Linked DNA regions of Pan troglodytes: region 2 is linked to region 1. A link is a contact called in public capture Hi-C data. All regions are on one chromosome and are shown on one strand. Each heading gives the region's core, a stretch centred on a gene start, on an enhancer-like site or on the middle of the called end of the contact. The rest is flanking DNA. Distances are from core to core; before and after follow the strand shown.

Region 1 (7,158 bases), core at 2,303-4,802:
CCAGGTGTCCCAATGTCAGGAGGAGCTCTTTCTGGCCTCCTAGGATGAGGTCTGCTCTTCTGGCATGTGTCGTTTCTGATTCTGGATTAGGACCTTTACAGGACAGGGTGCAGACAGCAAACTGGTTCCCCTAAGTTTTTAGAGTGACATGGAGTTAACATTGACAGATTTCCATCCCTCTCTCAGACCTCCTGAAATGTAAGGGTCTCGGCAGAATATTCTGACACCAAATGTTCAGCTTCATTAATGACGTGTTTACCGTGTTTTTCTCACCTTCTGGCCAAGTGATAGCCTCATGCTATTCCTATCTCTGTTGCTTGCCTATCTCTCAGTGCTTGGTTGAAAAAACCCATTTTGCTTAAAAAGAACCAACCGTGCTCATGACTCAAAAGAGAATTATACTTGAGTTGTGGTTATCTTCTCACTTTTATTTCCCCTCATTGAAGTATTTTACAATTGTGAATACTGATTCTTTCATTTCTGGTTGACTTCTTTGTTTTCTTCATATTCAAATTAGACCCTTTCATAATTTTCTGACTAAGTAGGAGAATTGAGGGCATACCAATATACAACCCGAATCAGCTGTGCGTCTGGGGCATTCAGGTTTCCCTGGGATTTAGGGCTCTTAACCAAATCTGGTTAGTCCTCCCTCTTATTTCCAACAAGTTTGACTTGTATAGAAGTGCGATTAAAATAAGCATTTAAATAAAAATCTGGATATAATGGGTATTTTATTATTACCTGTTAAAGAGAAACCTGCAAGGTGAAGGAGAGAGAGAAAAAAAATCTTTAAGCCCTTAAGTAAAGAAAGGAGTACTTATTAAGGCTTCTATTAAGAAATAACTGCAAAACGCGGTTTTACAAATTTCTCAGACTGCATAACAATGTCGCAAAACTTAATTTGCATCACTTGATTCTTTTTTTTTGTTGAAAACTGGGTCAGTAGGGCCTGAGAAACTATTTTTTCAGATCTTAACCAATGAATTCTTCTTTATAAATCGCTGCTCTTAACATGATAGTAGTTCTGAATTCATCATAAAAAACCTTTTTACAGAGCCTCTTAGAACAGATCTCTAGAAGAAGGCTTACAATGAGTGGCAGAGACGTCCTTTGTTATCTGATGTAATTCTTTGCAAAGAAGGATTGGGAACGGAGTGGCTGTTTAAAAATGTCTTGCTCAGACCGAGACGAAGAAGGGGTCAAGTTTGCAATCAAACAGTTATTGCCGAGATGGGCGACTGTCACTGGCTAGGCTAATGTGGGATGCAGCTGTTTGTTATGTGAGCAAAAGAATGTTTGAATCAGTGAACATGTGAAAATGATTCCAGTGAACCAGAAAATGTGTTTGTTCTTTGGCTCTCCAAACTGCTGAGAACCAAGCTTAAGATCAACTGCGAAAACTAGGACCTTTGACAAATTGAGAGGTCACATTTTCTAACAGAAAATGGACAAAACTAGTCACACAGATCACTTCCCCATCTTCCCCCTTTGTTTTATTTTTGTTTTGTTGTTGTTTATTTGACTTACCAGTAATTTCACACCGTGGTCAATGTCATTCAATGTAGCCTCCGTGTACAATGCAAAGAGAAACTGTTTGGAAAGCAGCAGCTTATTAATTTTACTTTTATGGCATTTAGAAAGCGGGGTGGCTGTTTTGATGCCTCCTCATTTCTGGCTTGCATGCAAACACTCTTATGGCATTAATCTTTGCATCTTTCTCTAAAACCTCCTCTAAGGCTGAGCTCGAATCCTCGCTTTGCTCTGAGTCAGAACACAACCAAAGTTCTGTTTCTTCAGATTTTGCTTTGGAAATCACACTCAGAATAATTAAAACTTAATGTACTAAGAAACGATACTGTTCATTATATCCAACAGGGCAGTTACCTTCTGAATTCCACATAATTTTGGAGTGGGGATAATTGAAGTGTTGATGGTGGGAAGGGGGTAATTGAATGCATTGACCCTCTGTTCATTAAATAAAGTCGGCTAAGTTACAGGATCAATGGAAAGCCAGGGAGAGATGCGAAGATGAAAATATCGTTAACCCCTACTACTTCTGGTATAATATTTTGAGATGGACAAGGATTATTTGGTCAGCTGGGCTAAAAGCCTTGCGAGGTCTTCTTTTGTTGTTAGAGCTGCATTCCTGAAATGCTGGGTCTCCATCCCATTGACCACAGCATCAAAGGCCTTTATCTGGGGCGCTTTCGCATTTACATGGGGTGTATAGTGATATGATAGATTTTCTTTCTTTTCCACCTCTTTTTCTCATGTGGCTCCCCCTCCCTGCCCCCGTTCACGATAACCGGTGCCTGCTCCACACACAAACAAATCCAGGCACCCAAAAGAAGAAAAAGAAAAAGAAAAAAAAATTTGAGTTTGAGGATTAAGATCTTCATTTTTTTTTTTTTTTTTTTGCTTGTGCATTCCAATTGTTCTTAAAATATTTGGCAATGTCAATTAGTAACTGAGCAGAGTTAGCTGATGAACACAATTTTCCAGTAGACTGAGCACCCTATTGTTGCCGAGCGAACAGCAGATTTCTGAGGTCATTATCATTCGCTGGTTGCTTGGCCCAGCTGCTTCCTGCTGCAAAAGCCAAACTTTATACCGGAGCTCGGGGAGGCTGCAGCAACAGGGGGCTGGAGGGGGGGAGAGGGGAGCTGGCTGCAGAGCCGAAGACAGTCATTATCAGCAGAGGAAACAGAAAGTAAAAGTTTCCAGGCAATTCCAGGAAAACTGCCGGAGCAGGCTTCTTCCTCCTGTTCCAGTCCAACCACCTTCCACCTCTAGGCAGGGAATTAAAAAGGACTTGGGGAGACCCCCCTGGGCATGGTGGCAGCTAATCTCTTTGTGGAGGAGAACTTTGGAAAACAATAATCCCATTTATAAATAATGCTTAAAAATTTTTTAGCCCAGGCTCAAGCATGTGAGTGATGCCCTCTTAGATAGACTCCTTCATTGTTATATATTTAAAAAATCATTTTAAAAATGATATTAGGAACTTGAAATTAGTCAATTTGGGGATGACAAATAGGCAACATTATTTAATTTTCCAGAGGGACCTTATGAACAGATCATAGTCTGAGATTCCTTTTAAAATCACATTTAGCCTTAAAGGTTCCCCCTACGCCTCCCCCTGTCCCCTGCTTCCTTATTTTTCTGCCCCCAGCCCACCCCAACTCCAGCCTTCCTTCCCCACCTCCTAATTTGGGAACTGGTTCAGTGAGATGAAAAGCTGCACTTTTTTTAAAGCTCAGCTGTGAAAGCCGAGCGCCATATGCAGCCCTTCCGTCTCTGCCGTGGAAGCGTGTGCAGGCGGCCGCCGTGTTTGCGGAGATTTACGGAGGATCGGCTCGTGTGTGCCGAAGCTGTGCCCAGGCGGACGCCGGCCAAGGCCCGTCCCCTGAGCTGAGAGCCGAGAGCTGAGGTGGCCGCCCGCCTAGGCGAATAAGCCGGCTGGTCAGGTGGCTCCTGGGGAATGTCAGATGGGGCACAGGGTCAGAGGCCCCCGTGTCTTCCCCTGGCGGCCACCTTTCCGCTGGGGCCCAAGGGTGGTCTGTCCACTTGGGACGCCCTGCTCGTGCCGGGATCGCCGTTGCTCTCAGATGCTGGTTCATGTGCGGCTGTCACATCGTCCTCCTCCTTCCCCGGAGCCGGATGCCTACCAGCAGTTTCTTTTTATAAACTTCCCATTCAGTTGGTAAACTTGTATCATCTTGTGCTTAGGAGCGATGATTTGGGAACAATCAGTAACACTTCGGGGCTTTTACCATCTTTCTGACCCCTTTACATGGAGCCATAAATCCCGCTTCTCCGGGGCTGCTTGATGCCACTCCACCGTCACTTGGCATTTCAGAAAGAGGGTACTGGCACAGGCTCTGAAAGTCTTCAGACTAGGAGTGTAACATCAGAGATGTGTGGCATAAAATTGCAGAGGCAGAGCACCCTCTCTGCTCCAGCACTTAACAGGCAGGACATGGTTTTGCTTGTGAGGGATTAGATTTGAGGCCGCGGAGTCACTCAAATGTGTTTCTCTGGCGGCCTCACTTGGCCCATCTGTGGGATGGACACCGCTGTTGCCTGGGCTGCCCTTCTGTTTCCAACACTCCTGCCCACAGAGCTTCTGAGGAGCTCCATGAAGCTCTCCTCCCTATGCATGTTAGCGCAAGGGACGGAACAGTTCATTTAAACCTAAATTTAATGGAAATAAGGAAAACATAGATTAGCTAAGGACAGGTTACAATGAGGCAAGGAATTAAGCGGTCAATTTTCAAAACAGAGCTTGAAGCATTAGCTGCGTGATTTCTATTAACTCGAATGGGAGGTTCCAGGCTCAGGTCTTGACCACCACCTTGGGTGTGTTGGGGTGGGAGTTAGTAATTTGCTTTGCAGACAGCCACAAGGTGTCCCCTGATTGATGGTTTGGCCAGAAGCAGGTATCACGAGCTTCCAGGGTCTGACTCTTACCCACTCGCATGCTTACCATGCACTCAGGTAGCTGGGAAATGATGCCCACTGTGTTATGTGAGCCCTGCCAGAGGCCACTTCTGCAGAGCTGGGGCAGCCTCTGCATAGAGGGCAGATTGGGGTCCTTCTGGCCGCCCAGATCCCTTCACTGCCAGGTTGCTTATCTTTCTAATTCTTTCTCTGGTTTGAAGCTTTGTGTCCTGTTCATAGGAAGTGCGTTCCCAGGAAGGGTAAGGTAAGACTTTCTTCCTCTACACCTGAGTGCATTTCCCACGTCTGCCCCTTCTCCCTGAGAAGTTTCTGGCAGGTAGCCCTGATGTCTCAAAGGGGTGGGGACAGGGCTGGCTTCAACAAGGCCTGTTATACTGGCCTCGATATTCCACTGGTTCTAGAGAGAGACCGTGGGTATACTTGGAGACCTAGAGATGGAGACAGTGAATTTCATGGGAAAGAACTGTGCAGGGAGCATTTGGAAGCCTTTTGAGCCTGGGAAGTCAGGGGAGTGAGTAGTTAACTCCTTTACCCGTAGAGCTGTTTTGGAGCATTGATGGCAGGGGTGGAGAAACACCTGCAGAGATCAGGAGATTGGATTTGCGCACACTTCCCAAATCCGTGATGATTGGGCTGGAACCTTTGCCATCTGTGACCCTTGGGCCTGTTTGCTGCCCTTCTGGGTGTCTCACCTCCCTTCGTCTTCCTCTCCTCTGTCGGCATCTGATGGGTGCATCTCTCCACCCTTGTTGATGGTGCTGGCATGTGGAGGAAGGAGGCGGGGGCTGAGCGAGGCTTGCAAATGCAGAGGAAAGGGGCTCTCCAAGAGGGGTGCATGGTGTCGGGGGGGTGGGCAGGTGGTGGGGGGACTCTGATCTCCCCAGGAAGTGAGCTTTGCTGCAGCTGAGAGCAGCCATAGGTCCCCCTTGTCTTTTGCTGGCAGGATGGGGCGATGGCAACATTTACTTAAGCTGTGGAGTCTGGCACTGCCGCAGCCAGGCGCCATCTGGAAAGCCCTTTTCAGAAAGCTGTGTCCCCCCCACCCCCAAAAGGAACTTAGGGGAACAGGACTTGGGCAGAGCTGTGGGACTTGTTTCTTGGGCAGAACCTGCTCACTGAGGCACCTGAGCCGGGCTGGGGTCCCCTGGGAGCCAGGTAGCTAAGACAGGTCTACCTCGGGGTGCATGTGGGCTCTTTGCTGTCTGTGGGGCCCTCGGTTCATCCTCGAGCCAGGTCTGGTTTAGGTTTACTAGGGCTGTATTTTCCATCTATTTGTTTTGTGTTGCATTTTGCTTACTCTCTTCACCTAAGTCCTTGTATATTGTGAGTATGATGGGGTGGCGCCAGCCGGGATTGGTCAGTGACTGCTCCTTCCCTGTAATAGCAGGGCTGATTAGCAGAATATAAGAAATGAATGCTGTGCCTCTGAAATGTGCCTGTGAGATAGGATCTAGAACTCAGCGGCTCAGCTTGCAACAAACAGGGCAAACTAAGCACAGAGATTTGCTACCATCCTTTCCCTGAGCCACATCTTCAAAAAAGACTGCAGAGTCCCAAAACAATGCGTGTCTGAACAAACACCATCTTCAGCTACCTGATGGGTGGGCCTGGGCAAAACGGGGGCCATGCTGAAAGCAAGGGCAGCAGTCCAGGCAGAATTCATTTGCCTCCTGTTTCCACCACCCCCAGGAGAAAGTTGTCCAGGGCTTAGCTTCTTGTGGGACCCATCTCTTTGTTGCTGTGAGCCTTGGGGTTTTTGTGTGACATGTGGCATGTGTCTGGGAGAAGCGAGAGGCACAGCACAAGCTGACTCCTTGGCTTGGCTGCCCACCACACCACATGGGAGGCCGGCCCTCCCCTTAACGGTGCCCAGCCGGGAGGCTGCCTCCAATGTGGGCATGAGGACGGGCTTGGCTTTAACACCTCCTCACTTGCTTCCAAAGGACAGGGTCATTTTCCAGCTTTTCTTGCAAGCAGTGTCTACCTTTAGGAACCTTTCAGTTTTACTCTGTGCCATGGGGCCCAGGGCATTTCACGGAGAAATCAGTCCTTTCCTTTACAGAGGCAACTTGTAGGACTAGACTTTTGGCCAACGCTAGTTTCTTTTCTTTTGTCTGACCTCAGTTCCAAAACCATTTGATACACGATGAAACAGGATCGCGCCACAGTGCTCTCTTCTCTTCATTAAAGTAATGTCCAGAAACTCTTAGCACAGTGGTGGTCATCGTGGCTTTTGGACACTCTCAGTTGTGCTCAATCATCTTGAGAGGCATTTTGGAACATGTTCAACATGTTAACGTTGAGTTCAACATGAAGTGTATGCAGTGGTGGTTTTCTTGAAGAACAAGACAGATACATGCTTCTCTTTATTGCTAAATATGTATATTTTTAAATTTGTTGCTAAAATATGTGTTTTTATTTTCATTTCATTTCATTTTTTAAAAACTCAGTAGTTTGCCCTGAAAAATTGGAGTGATCCTGCAGCAAAGCTGCTATGTGGCATCATAATCCCTGTTGAGAGAGAAGGCTTGGCAGTGTTCATGTCCGTCTCTGGCTGGGGCCAGACCCCTCGGAAATGTCCTTTTTAGTGACCTTCAAAACCTTTCCACTTGGGGCCGGGTGTGGTGGCTCACTCCTGTAATCCCAGCACTTTGGGAGGCCGAGGCAGGTGGATCACATGAGGTCAGGAGTTCGAGA
Region 2 (7,158 bases), core at 2,471-4,970, 200 kb after region 1:
TGTATGCCCGACAGCTGCCCCAGACAGGGAGGACAGTCCTCTGTCAGCCTCTGAGCAATGTTCCAGAAGCAATTTATAGATGGACTTGGTGAGCAAAAAGTGAGAGTCACAGGTGCTTCATAATAATTACTTGCACATTTCCAGAATCGGACATTCTGTCATTTAATAGACCTAAACTAAAAAGCTTTTGTCTGTGAAAGGTGACCAATAGAAACAGCATTTGGATTATATGATATCCCATAACTTAATCATATGGCTCTTAACAGGGGGACATACACAGCTGTGTCTCACTAATATGCATGCAATATGTGTAAACTGATACGCTTTAATTCTAAACTTGTTTTTAGCAGGAAGAAAAAAGCGTTTAGATGAGGAACATTAAGATTCAATATTAACCATTTTTTCCCCTTTGGGCAAAATTATTCATCACTTGATATTTATTAAAGCAGCATTTTCCTTTTTTTTTTTTTTTGGCTATTGTGAGATGCATCCTGCTACTGATTTTCCAAACATCCTCAAAGTTATGTGGCAAAGTGAAAAAGACACAGGAACAGCCAGTAGCCCCTTTGGGGTCACAGGAAAACAATAGACTTGAAAGATACACACTTGTTCTTTTGAAGCCCGAGAGTCATCCTAACCCCTAGGACCTAGTGACAGGGGCAAAGTTGGAGTAATTAATTTAGAAGGGGGCTGACTGGTTTTCCACCTCTCCTATTACACATATTTGATTTGCCTATCCTCTCTGACGTTTTGTTAGTTTATACTGGTTTAATCTGAAATATTTAAGTATATTTGCTTTGATAATCTTAACTAAAAAAAAAAAAGCTAAGACAAAGGAATTGTAGATTAGAGACTTTATTTTCAGGGCAAAATGATACGGGTAAGTGAACATCAACTGACCAGAAATTATTTGCTTCTGTCTGTTAGACACGTAATGGAGTCATTTAACTAGTCAAATTAGGAGCTGCAGAAATGCACCATGCTTCATTACTGAGTTCGAATGGGCACCATTTTACATTTACGTCAAAAATTATCTCATAGCAAATTAATGTTTTCATTGTGCAGAAAGGCTGAAGCTATGCAGTGTTAGCGGCACCTAGAGGCCATTGCGAAAATACTTCAAAGGGATGATCTGCAAACAAGGACAAGATGATCAATAGATGAGTGGTGGTGGTGAGAGCCCTGACCCCGTTTGAAAGTAAGAGTAGTCATTGAATCAGATTGGCTGTCTTGGTGACCATATGAAGCTCTGAGGGGCCATGATGGTTTTCCTAAACTTGACCTAGAACTAAATGTGCTGAAAGAGCCCCAAAGATTTCTCTCCTTTTCTTGTTACTCTTTAAGTCCTGAAAATATCTGTTTTTGTTTTGTTTTGTTTTCACAGTTTGAGTTTGCTTTTTCTTTTACCTATGGGCTTACATTATATCAGAATCTCACATGTTAGCCGATGAGCATTTCTGTAAATAAGCAAGGAGAGATTTTTTTCCTCCCACATTGTAAATTGGCATCCTTAGAATCTTTCTTTTGTCATTGGTAAAAACTTGCTGTCCGTAGAAAGAGGCAACACATGACACTGTTTCATCTTAAAAAATACTGAACTGGGTAAATCCTCCATCCAAACAGATGACCAAGGTTGGTTGTTGTCCCAAGAATGTCAATCTCTGCTCAATTTAGCGAGAAATCATGTTAAATGAAATGGCAAAGCCCTCACCAATGAAAATATGTGTTAAAATGATCTGCAAGTCGTCAGTGACTCTGGGACGTTGGAGCATACTGTCAGAGCAGAAGCAAAGGAGAGAATGGAAGCATATAAATAGCATTGAGAACTCGAGAATATTTCAAGACAATATTGATGTCTAAAATATATGTGAATGACTGCATAATGATCGAGGCAGACATAATTCAAAGTACAGTCAGAATCTGGCCTCCAACTCAGAGCTTTAAATTCTCCAAAAGACATCTGTTTGCTGAGAAAGCCTCACCAACAGCTGCGCCACATAAAGGGGAGAACCCGGGATAAGGTTGGGAGTTGGCAGGTAGGGGAGCCTCACAGGGGTTAGGTGGGGTCCTGGAGGGCGGGCGCCCACCTTCACTCCACAGGTACCGGAAGCGGGGCTGCTTTGGACAAAGGCGAGGGAGGTGCCTGTATTTCCTAGAACCAGGTAGCAAATGTTGCCTGTGTGTTTCATCAGAAAGCGCCCCAATTTTCAGCATCTCCAAAGGCCCAGTTGGGCACTGTGCCTCTTGGATGCTGACAAGAAGATTCGACGTTACTTCTCTGGTCCTTAACTTTGTTTACCCAGCTGCTATTCTTCCGATACTTAACTCTTTCACCTTGCAGAAAGCAAGGGGGAGGGAGGAAGGGAAGCTCCAGGTGTGATTTTTCAGAACAAAATATAATGCTGTGATTTATTTTTTAAAAAGAGAATAAGCACGAGGAAATTGAATAGCATCCATTTCATGCTTAACCGTGGTTCACGAATGATAGTTTGTAATTAAAATGCTGTCTACAAACCTATTCTGCAGACCCCAAAAGAAAACTTCCTCAGAATGTTATCAACTCTCCAATTTCTGTAAAGATGCCATATTTTCAGATTTCAAAGAGAGGATCTCCTTTTGAAAATAAAGAATTGTTGGGTATCGTATGAGCCTGCTAAGTACAGCATTTTAAACCCACACTGTGTTGAAAAATTCAAGAATTTGGCAGTGACCTTAAGGCCACAGATAGGATAATGAAAAATGGGGAGATGAGGGCAGTGTCTAAAGGAAATTCTCTTTTGTTCTAACAGAAGCTTTGTGTGTGTGTGGCTTAAGCAAGTGGTTCAATAGAATTTCTTTGAAACAGAAACAAAAATGCTAAGAGCTGGTTACAAGTACTCTGGTCTTCTTTTCTCCTTAAAATGCAGGAAGAATTTTTACCTCTTCTCATGAATCTTGTCTGCTGAAATGTCTCAGTCTTCATGTTATGTTTACCAAGGCCAGGCCAGAGGATCTGATAATTTATAACCATTCCTATTGGGTTTTATGTAATAACTTTGGAACTCATATAAAGTAATGATCCACAAACTCTTTTAATGTTCATTATAAAATATGAAATATTTCTCAGAACCATTGCAATTATGTGACCAGACATAACTGTTTCACACATGAGTAAATACAGGGAGGTTTAACATAACTTTATTATCTTGCTGTCTTTTCTTCTCATTGATGTGATAATACTGTTTTAATATTTTTCTAAAGAAAAGTTAAGTAATTTTAGAATCTCTACTGAGGCCCGCTTTATTGGCTTTTGTAATAGAACTCTCAAATCTAATTGTATTTATGCTCAGACTGACACCACTAAATGTCGTGAATGGAAGGGAAATGCCCCCCAAAGCTGTGTATTCTGTAATTATCGATAGATGTGTCTTTGCTGACGAGGCCTGGGGATCTGGGGAGAGTCGCGGAAGTAAAGCTGAGATGGCAGCAGGCATTTCCACCATCATCCTGAGGCCCCCATGGATGCAGAGAGGTGCTTTTCTAAGGAGTGAATGAGCCCCGTCATTCTGTAGGACTCACCAGGAAACTTTTCCCCCTTTACTGTGTGTGCTGTGTCTGCCTCTCCTGGGTCTGGAGTCAGTAGCATGCAACTTCTAGTTTCGTAGAAGGCTGATCTCCGAAGGGAATTTTCCTGGGCTTCCTGTCCTAGTGATCTGAGCTGAGTGGCATTGTTCCGGTTGCTTGACCTTCACCTGGGGCGTGGGCTTGGGGTCATCCCTGGTGGCTGTAAAGTCTCCTGCAGCGATGGAAGCCAGAGAGGGATTATTCTGGAAACCAACTTCTTACTCCCCGTGTGGGCAGTGGAAGCTGTAACACCAAGGCGGGGAACCCAGTGACAGTGCTGCATCCACTCTCCATGCCCCGTCAGAATCCAGGATCCTCCCAGGACTGAATGGCGGCTATTTCTAGCCTAGTAAGGTTGGGTGGAAAAGATTAAACATGAGGGAAGGTGCCGTTATCTGGGCATTTCCAAGTCCTGGAGAGGAGAGAGGGTTTCACCATGCTTGACTCTTTTATCTTACTTGTTTTTAGACAAGTGTTTCTCAAAGTCTCATGTGCAACCAGATCCCCATGGATCTTGCTATGATGCAGATTCTGACTCAGTAGTTCTGGGGAGGACCCTCTATCCTGCCCTTCAGCTCCAGGGTCATGGCTGTGCTGCTGATCCAGAGACCACACATTAGATCTGGGTGTAGCATCTGTCTTCTCACTGCACATCTGCTTTCGGGGAGACAAGCAGACACAGGGCATGGAAGGTTAGGTGGGGCCCTCTGAGAGGCCTATGAGTGCAATGAAACTTGAAGAGTGGCCTGATGGCTGGAGCCAGCTCACAGTTGTGTTTTGTTTGACTTGTCCGATATTACACTTTTGCTTTCAATTGGTTGCACACAGTTTAAAAATGAAAGATTTTTTAAATGTACAAATCCAGGCTTTCAGGTTCTCTTGAAAAACTAGAATGTCTGGGACAAGAGATAGAAGAGAGGTGGGATCCGCTCCCTTAGGAGCAGAGGATGGAAGAGAGGTGGGAGCCGCTCCCTTAGGAGCAGGGGACGGAAGAGAGGTGGGAGTCACTCCCTTAGGAGCAGGTGATGGAAGAGAGGTGGGAGTCACTTCCTTAGGGAGGTGTGGCTCTTCCCTTCTCCGCCAAGGGGTCCCGCCCAGCCTGCCTTGCTCATAACACAAGAGTTTGCAGACAGGGAAGTTAGACCCCAGGAAAAGAGGGTCACTTCCCTGGCACACACAGGGCATGTGCAATGGTGGAGGCTGCGTGCCCCCCTGCTGCTGGCTCTTGTCTGGAGTTTGCTGGAATGGAGAACTCTTGCCCCATCAGAACCCAGGATTCACCTGCGTGCTTTAGCTCTGCCTTCTGGCAAGTGCCATCTTCCTCTTTGAGGAGCTGTTCCTTAGCTCTCTAGTTCTCACAAGCAAGCCACTAGAGAGGGTGCAATTCCCAGCTAATTAAAGGTCTTGAGATCCTCCCCTCCCTGTCGCCGACGCTCCTTTGAAACAAGCGGGCTGCATAAGAAGTCTCCCTGGCTGCTACCTGGCAGCAGGTGTGAGCCAAGGGCTGGTGCCCAGGCTGCGTGGGGCCCAGTGGGGAGGGAGCCTGACCTTCACCTAGGTACATCCAACAGGTGTGATCGCCCGGCATAGTAATCACCCAGTTCCTAGGTGGGCAGTATTGGGGATCATCACAAAATCTGGAATGTTCATTAGTGCATGCAATCATCTGATCATCATCCCACTTGGCCCTCTTCATTCCTCACCACCCCCCTTATTCACCCCTCACCACCCCCCTTATTCACCCCATCCCCAGTCTCTCCTGGAAACTGGTGGGTTGCGTTGGAGTCAGATGTGGCAAAACACAGCCTAAGTCAACATTCGTGGTTCCTAAAGCGAAAGAACTGTGGAATGCTTGTATTCAAAGATTTCTCCATGACTGCACCTGGTTGAGTGATGAAATAAAGGTGAAACCAAAAAGACCTTTCTGCTTCCCTGGGCGGTGGCTATCTAGGTCTTTAGTTCTTTTAACCGGGCGATTGTTGCTGTAATGGGTCTCAGTGCTACTGGGGCACTGACTGAGGCTTGTTTTTTTTCTGCATGAAGACCAGGAACCCAGTGCCCTGGAAGGCTGGTGGCTTAGGTAAATTTGAGGGCTGGGCTTGAGGCAGGCTCTGCTGAGCTCTACACTTCAGCTGTGTCTGCCACTCACCCCCCACACATCCCCCCATGCTGGGCAAAGCCACCGTGCTTACAGCGTTGACTTTCTTTATCCCCAAGCAGCATTCAGGGCTAACTTTTCAGAAATTTTTATTTCTGAATGCTGGTTAAAGGCAGGATCTTCTGCTGCCAAATTTCTCAAGCTGTCACCTGCACAGTGAACAAGTGAGGAGTGGCCTGAGGCACCTGGCTGTGCTCCTACAACGAAGCACTCTGTTCTTAGGGACTTTAGTACTGGGTACATCTAGGGAGTTAGGAGGACTCACAGGACACTCAGATTGACAGCTCTCAGCATTTGGCTGCTGGTTAAATAAATCTCACATAAGTTAAAATTTCTACATGTTCTCCCATTTACAAGACAGAGTAAAATCAGCACTGAATGGGTCTTGTAGAGTATTGCAATGACAGACTGCATAGGGGTAGCCGGGTGACTGCAAGAGCTTCCTGCTCTCTTCATCATCTTCTCAGAGAGCTTTGCTCATTTCTGTTTTTGAATGTGAATAAAAGAATCTATTATATATTACATTCAGAGAAAATGGTACGTGGTACCCAATTGTGGCCACATGCAAGGGGAATGCCATACTGAGAACCCAGCATGCTGATTGGTATAGGGAGCTGGAAGTCATTGAATGGGGAAGGGCTGGAAGAAACTGAGGGTGAACTCAGCCCTCACTTCAAAGGAGTTTGCCGTCAACTCAGAGAAATGGAGCTAAACCATGCAAGCTGCATTGCTACCCAAGACATGGGTGGGAAGGGAATGAGGTTGGGGAATAGGGCAGAATTGAGCTGGGCCTGCAAAGATGGGGAGCGTTTGGCTAAAACCTAGGATTTTACAGATTTATCCAAGGGAGGAATCTAGCAATGTTCTCCTTTTGCTCTTTAGTGTCTTTTCCTCTGGCCGGTTAAAATTCCCTGTTCATGTTGGCTTGGTGGCTTACACCTGTAATCCCAGTGCTTTGGGAGGCTGAGGTGGGAGGATCACTTGAGCCTAGGAGTTCGAGACTAGCCTGAGCAACATAATGGGACCCTGTCTCTACAGAAAATGTAAAAATTAGCTGTGCGTGGTGGTGCACACCTGTAGTCCCAGCTACCTGGGAGGCTGCAGTTGGAGGATCACTTGAGCCCAGGAGTTTGAGGCTGCAGTGAGCTGGGATTGCACCATTGCACTCCAGCCTTGGCAACAGAGCAAGACTCTGTTTCATAAAAAAAAACCCAACAAACCCACTTTCATTGACGTCTGCATGTATTTGAGAGGGCTCAAAAATGAGGCAAGTTTTTGCTTCTGCAGCAAGATGGAGTTCTAGAGTCCTGGAGACCCTCTCCTTGGTTCCTCTCCAGTGCTGTCCTTGGTGTTACTCAAAGGAACAATTGCCTGGTCTTCTGAATTGGGAACTACTT

Evidence for each region. Capture Hi-C pulls out chosen DNA fragments and counts their contacts.
Region 2: a capture Hi-C map of stem cell-derived neural stem cells shows a contact between it and region 1, with 2.6 times the contacts expected there. The contact joins two enhancer-like sites. A contact is called at or near these places in 2 of 7 Hi-C or Micro-C datasets (induced pluripotent stem cells and stem cell-derived neural progenitor cells) and 1 of 1 other capture datasets (stem cell-derived neural stem cells).

Annotation. Positions count from the first base shown.
Region 1 is chr20:33,537,964-33,545,121 of NHGRI_mPanTro3-v2.0_pri, forward strand. All of the region lies in intron 3 of ZNF536 (zinc finger protein 536), which reads left to right. Among named protein-coding and RNA genes, the nearest start is that of ZNF536, 230 kb to the left of the region's middle. Within about 2 kb of position 3,553, at least 9 of the 24 cell types and tissues checked have an H3K27ac peak or open chromatin away from gene starts, as enhancers often do. A contact at or near this core is called in stem cell-derived neural stem cells, where this site is marked.
Region 2 is chr20:33,739,346-33,746,503 of NHGRI_mPanTro3-v2.0_pri, forward strand. The region is part of intron 5 of ZNF536 (zinc finger protein 536); the gene reads left to right. Among named protein-coding and RNA genes, the nearest start is that of ZNF536, 430 kb to the left of the region's middle. Within about 2 kb of position 3,721, at least 1 of the 24 cell types and tissues checked has an H3K27ac peak or open chromatin away from gene starts, as enhancers often do. A contact at or near this core is called in stem cell-derived neural stem cells, where this site is marked.